2 separate regions of the Mus musculus genome follow, and region 1 is linked to region 2. A link is a contact called in public HiChIP or PLAC-seq data. All regions are on one chromosome and are shown on one strand. The core of a region is the stretch at or near the end of the contact, and the rest is flanking DNA. Distances in the headings are between cores, read along the strand shown. Region 1 has its middle 10 kb from the start of Ren1. Region 2 has its middle 13 kb from the start of Ppp1r15b.

Region 1 (2,700 bases), core at 182-2,681, 220 kb before region 2:
CGCAACTTCTACTTTTCTAAGATTTTTATATTTTATCTCCTGGTTTCTTTTTTGTTCATCTGCCTAGCATTCCTTAACTGTATGTTTCAACTTACTTTATTTTTTTGTAGTTTTGCTGTTATGTGCTAAGCTTCCCAACTTTTTGATCTGCGTCTTTCTATTTTTAGTGCATCTTCTATATTTTTGTAGATGTAAATTTCTCTTTTATCTCTCCTCAGTAAGATATTAATTATAGAATGATTTTTAAATACTATCTTTGAGATGAAAAGGTTCAGTGCACAAAAATGGAAATATTCTTAATACTACTGAGCTGCCCACTCACCAATAGTTATCATGGTAAAGTTCATGTTTTAGCTATACATTAAAAATGTCCAGTGGGCAGTGGTGGCACACATCTTTAATCCCAGTACTCAGGAGGTAGAGGCAGGTGGATCTCTGAGTTCAAGGCCAGCCTGGTCTACAAAGTGAGTTCCAGGAAAGCCAAGGTTATGCAGAGTCTCTCTCTCTCTCTCTCTCTCTCTCTCTCTGTCTCTCTCTGTCTCTGTCTGTCTGTCTCTCTCTCTCTCTCTCTCTCACACACACACACACACACACACACACACACACATATTCCTCTACACTTTCTGACCTCTATTTTCTGTTTGCTTTGGTCTTCTTGGGCTTTTTTGGGTCTCCCATGCTACCTTACTGCTCTACTCAGGGTTAAGAACTAGGTAGAAGGGTCTGGAAACTGCCCTAGCAATACTCTGGGGGTGGGGGTTGGGGATGTCCACTGTAGGATCTATACAGCATTCTCTGGAGCACTCTCTAATATTGGAAGATCTTTACCCTGGGTTTTGTCATCTCCTGTCCTGGAATATAAACCTTGCTGCCTGCTTGGCTTCCTGGAACAGAGAAAGAAAAGGCCTCACCTAAGAATCCACACAGTCCCTCTCCACAGCCATTCATCTCTGCCTGGATAGGGCTATTCCCCTCTTCCTTCACCTAGCTAGCAGGACTGACTGGTGTGGAGGCTGGGGGTAAGCAGAGTACTACACTCAGGAAGCCTAAGAGCTTCACATGGAATTTTCAGCCAGTCCTCCTGTTTGGGGACCAAGCTTCATCCATTGACCAAGCCCAGCTTAGTCAGCCAACAGGTTCTCCAGCGCAGGAGGGAGGATTGAAAAGAAAGAGACAATTAGAAAATGCTGCCGTGTGACCCTAGTCAAATCTGAGACTGAAGGCAATTTAATTTTCCCAATCTGCTTTTTATACCATTTTAATTACATGCAAGTATTAAGGGAGAGTAGTACAAAGAGGAATCAAGCAAGACAATAGTCAAGGAACAAGCAAGGCAATAAACACAAAGCCCCATGATCACTCAGTGATAGCTGTTTCTAAGGATGATCATGATATCTGAGCCTACTTCTTTGTTCTACCCTAAAGCCAGATTCTTACTTCCTTGTCCTTGGCCAAAGTCAGGTCCCTGCCCGACCTTCTTTGTCTTGCTCCATTGTCAGATTCTTGCCAAGCTTACTTCCTTGTCATGGCCAATGTCAGATTCCTGCCTGAAGCCCATTTCCTTGTCCTTGGCCAATGGCAGATTCCTGCCAAGTAGCTCCCCAAAAGGCTCTCCACATCTCCCCCCTTTTAATTATAAACAAGGCTGAGCCTGTCTTAGGTTGTTCTGACAAGAACGAGGCCCCAAATATTGAAAAAGACATTGCCTTTGAATCTTTTCTGGAGCAACAACTACTCCCCAAAATTTTAAAGCAAAGGTTTGCAGTAAAACTCCTTCAGGGGGATCAGCTAATAAAATATGATGAATATACACTGAAAGATTCAAAGTCCTAACTTCTTGAATTGAAGCAGAGACTTTTTTTTTTAACACAATGAAAGGATATTAGCCATTCCTTGAGGCAAAACTTTCCAATGATACTGGTTCATGGGCTCTTTAAAATTACAAGCAAACACACTAAATGCAAGCAACCTTTACAATCGTCAAGATGCAAAAGCATACAGGCCAATCTTCCAAATCCATAATAATTATATATGGAGTAGGCAGGCCAGATTGTAATGCCTCTACAAGTTTCGTAGTTTCATTAGCCTTTCGCAAACCCTGCAACAATTTCCACCTGCCAGATTTTTTTCTTAATTAAAAATATGTGCGAGTCAGAATCCTGAGCCTGTGCTTGACCTGCAAACTGCAGCCAATGGAGCACTGGCAGCTTAACCATAATTTTAAGTTTCTCTTGTAATACCAGAGCACAACCACAATTCTGGAAAGCAAAACCCAATTTTAACAGTGTAAACAATCCATTCTCTTTAAAATCAATACTAAAAGCATTACTTACATGTTACAAAGTTTTTAAGTGTCTCTACTTTTGAACTGCAGTTAGCGACCCTGGGTCATTCTGAGAGGGCAGCTCAGAGCAAGCAAGAACTTTGGAAAGCAAGACTCAACCTCCAACAAACCAGTCTCCAAAAACACCAGGTGAATCACCTCCATGCTACAAAGTTTGGCTGCCCGTTCCTGCACACGAATACAAGATGGTACAGCAGCCTCCAATGTCTCAAAGAGACACTGCCCTAAATCCAATCTTTTATAAGTCTGGTTTCTAGATAAGAATTATATAGAATATTACCCAATTTAAGGGTATCTTTTTTTGTTTGTTTGTTTAAAGATTTATTTATTTATTATATGTAAGTACACTGTAGCTG
Region 2 (2,700 bases), core at 53-2,552:
TGTATTCTCTGCAAATGATGGCAAGTCACTAGGGAGCACCAATGTATTCAGTGTGTGATTGCTGGCAGGATCAATGAGACGTATCTACTTTCCAAGGTTGACAACAACTCCATTAAGACACCCTAAAACTATCAACCATCATGCTAAGAGACTGTTGCACGTTGCTTAGGAGATCTAGCACAAGATCAAGGGATACACAAACCTACTGTAGTTCTTGTGGTCAGAGCCTGGACCCTGGAAGCCCTAACAAACCAGATTTGACCACCTAGCCTCAGTAGGCCAATTGAAAAAAAAAAAGCAATAAGAAAAAGCAGGCAATTATTCAGTTTAACCACATTAGGAATATAACATACATCAGGAAGGGAGGCAAAGAGGTCCAGTGACCCCCATCTTTGATGTCTTGACATGAAATTTAGATTTCTTTTTAATGTGTATGGGTATTTTGCCTGCCTGTATGTCTGTGCACCACAGGTGTCCTGCTGCCCACAGAAGCCAGGAGAGACAGTCCGGGCCTCTGAAACTGGAGTTACAGATAATAATTAAACCCGAGTCCTTTGGAAGAGCAGCAAGTGCTCATAATCTCTGTCTTATCTCTCCAGCCACAAAGTGTGGCTTAAAGAGAAGGCAAGAATAGGACTGGAGAGATGACTCAGTAAATAAGAGCATGCACTGCAAGTGCTTGCATGGTGACGTGTGCATGTGTGCATGGGTGTGTGAGACAGGTTGTTATTGGGTGGCTCTGGATAGCCTGGAGCTGTCTATGTAGACCAGGCTGGCCTTGAACACACAGAGATCCACCTGCCTCTTCCTTCCTAATGCTGGGATTACAGATGTGTGTCACTATATCTAACTGTTCTGCTCTTGCAGAGAACTGGATATATTCCCATCACCCTCAATGCGTGGCACATATTCTGCAACTCCAGCTCCAGAGGCACTGACATCGTCCACGGATTCATGCACATATCTGCACACAGATATTTGCCGGGTCAAGGGTTTTCTTAGTTCTCTTAACGACTCTCTTCATGCTGCTTATTCAGTTCCCAGTAGCTTTTGGAATGTGTTTATTCTTATTTTTAGTCTGTAGTATTTCTTTCTGTATCTGCTGTGAGACTTGATCAATGGCCATGAATTCTTCTAGCCGGCTTTTCTCATGAGAAGCTGTTTTTTCTCTTCACTCTGGTGGTGGTTTGAATAGGATTGGCTCTCAGAGACTCAAGTGTTTGAATGCTTGGCCATAGGGAGTGGCACTATTAGGAGGTGTGGCCTTGCTGTAGTGGGTGGAACTTTGTTGGAGGAAGTGAGTCACTAGGGGGTGGGCTTTGAGATCTCAAATGCTCAAACTCCGGTCTAGTGTAATACTCACTTCCTGTTGCCTGCTGATCTGGAATCTAGAGCTCTCAGCAACTTCTCCAGCACCATGTCTGCCTGTGTGCTGCCATGCTTCCTGCCATAACAATAATGGACTAAAGATCTAAAACTGTAAACCCACTCCAATTAAAAAAAATTTTTTTTGCGCCGGGCCTGGTGTCGCACGCCTTTAATCCCAGCACTCGGGAGGCAGAGGCAGGCGGATTTCTGAGTTTGAGGCCAGCCTGGTCTACAGAGTGAGTTCCAGGACAGACAGGGCTATACAGAGAAACCCTGTCTGGAAAAACAAAAAAAAAACCAAACAAACAAACAAAAAATAAGAGTTGCCATGGTCATGGTGTCTCTTTGAAGCAATAAAACCCTAAAGCAACCTGTGACTGATAGTTTTCTTGGGTATAATAGTCTGTGTTACAGGATATTTGAATCTGTTTCTGGTTAGGGTGTGGCTCAGCCCTTAGCACACACTTTTGATCTTTCTGGCTGGTATATAGACATGCCCTTAGTACACTCCTTTAATCCCAAACATTGAATGTAAAGTTAGTTTGTAGAATGAAGCACCCATGTTTGAAATCAATGTCTAATTGAGTAGCAGACAAAGTGATAAGTCAGAGAAAGATTTGACAGAATAGGATGTGTCCGTCCAATTCTCATGAGAAGAGAGAGGAAAGGGAAGACAGACAGGACAGGAAGGAGAGAGTGTAGCACAGGAATACAGTAGAGTTCATGGAGAGCAGTACAGTAAAGTTGAGAGGGAGAGCAGAGCAGCTCAGAGAGGAAAAAGGAGGCAGTTTTACTGGGAGAGCTTAATAGAGACAGGTTGAAGCGAGAACAAGCTAGATACAGGTAAAGACAGAAGGAGCAAGAAAATGAGAATGAGCCAAAAAATTAGAAGAGATTGCCACTGGAGAGATGGCTCAGTGGTTAAGAGCACTGACTGCTCTTCCGAAGGTCCTGAATTCAAATCCCAGCAACCACATGGTGGTTCACAACCACCCATAATGAGATCTGACACCCTCTTCTGGTGTGTCTGAAGACAGCTACAGTGTACTTAGATATAATAATAAAAAACATATTGCCGGGGCTGGAGAGATGGCTCAGCGGTTAAGAGCACTGACTGCTCTTCCAAAGGTTATGAGTTCAAAATCCCAGCAACCACATGGTGGCTCATGACCATCTGTAATGAGATCTGATGCCCCCTTCTGGTGTGTCTGAAGACAGCTACATATAATAATAAGTAAATCTTAAAAAAAATACATTGCCAAAGTTATTTTAAGGCCAAACAGAGAAATTCAGGAGAGGCAGAGAGAGAAACCAGATTGGTAAGTTATCTTA

The links. HiChIP or PLAC-seq counts read pairs in DNA pulled down with a chosen protein or histone mark.
Region 1: a contact with region 2 is called in an H3K27ac HiChIP or PLAC-seq map of embryonic stem cells, with 10 read pairs. The contact joins two enhancer-like sites. A contact is called at or near these places in 3 of 39 promoter capture datasets (the 3T3-L1 cell line, cranial neural crest and frontonasal cranial neural crest), 2 of 484 Hi-C or Micro-C datasets (B cells and the G1E-ER4 cell line), 4 of 115 datasets of contacts at active chromatin or transcription factors (embryonic basal ganglia, embryonic stem cells and stem cell-derived neural progenitor cells) and 2 of 9 other capture datasets (adipose tissue and pancreatic islet).

What each region holds. Positions count from the first base shown.
Region 1 is chr1:133,339,297-133,341,996 of GRCm38.p6, reverse strand. No RefSeq gene overlaps it. Among named protein-coding and RNA genes, the nearest start is that of Ren1, 10 kb to the left of the region's middle. Within about 2 kb of position 1,431, at least 5 of the 459 cell types and tissues checked have an H3K27ac peak or open chromatin away from gene starts, as enhancers often do. A contact at or near this core is called in embryonic stem cells, where this site is marked.
Region 2 is chr1:133,116,978-133,119,677 of GRCm38.p6, reverse strand. No RefSeq gene overlaps it. Among named protein-coding and RNA genes, the nearest start is that of Ppp1r15b, 13 kb to the left of the region's middle. Within about 2 kb of position 1,302, at least 56 of the 459 cell types and tissues checked have an H3K27ac peak or open chromatin away from gene starts, as enhancers often do. A contact at or near this core is called in embryonic stem cells, where this site is marked.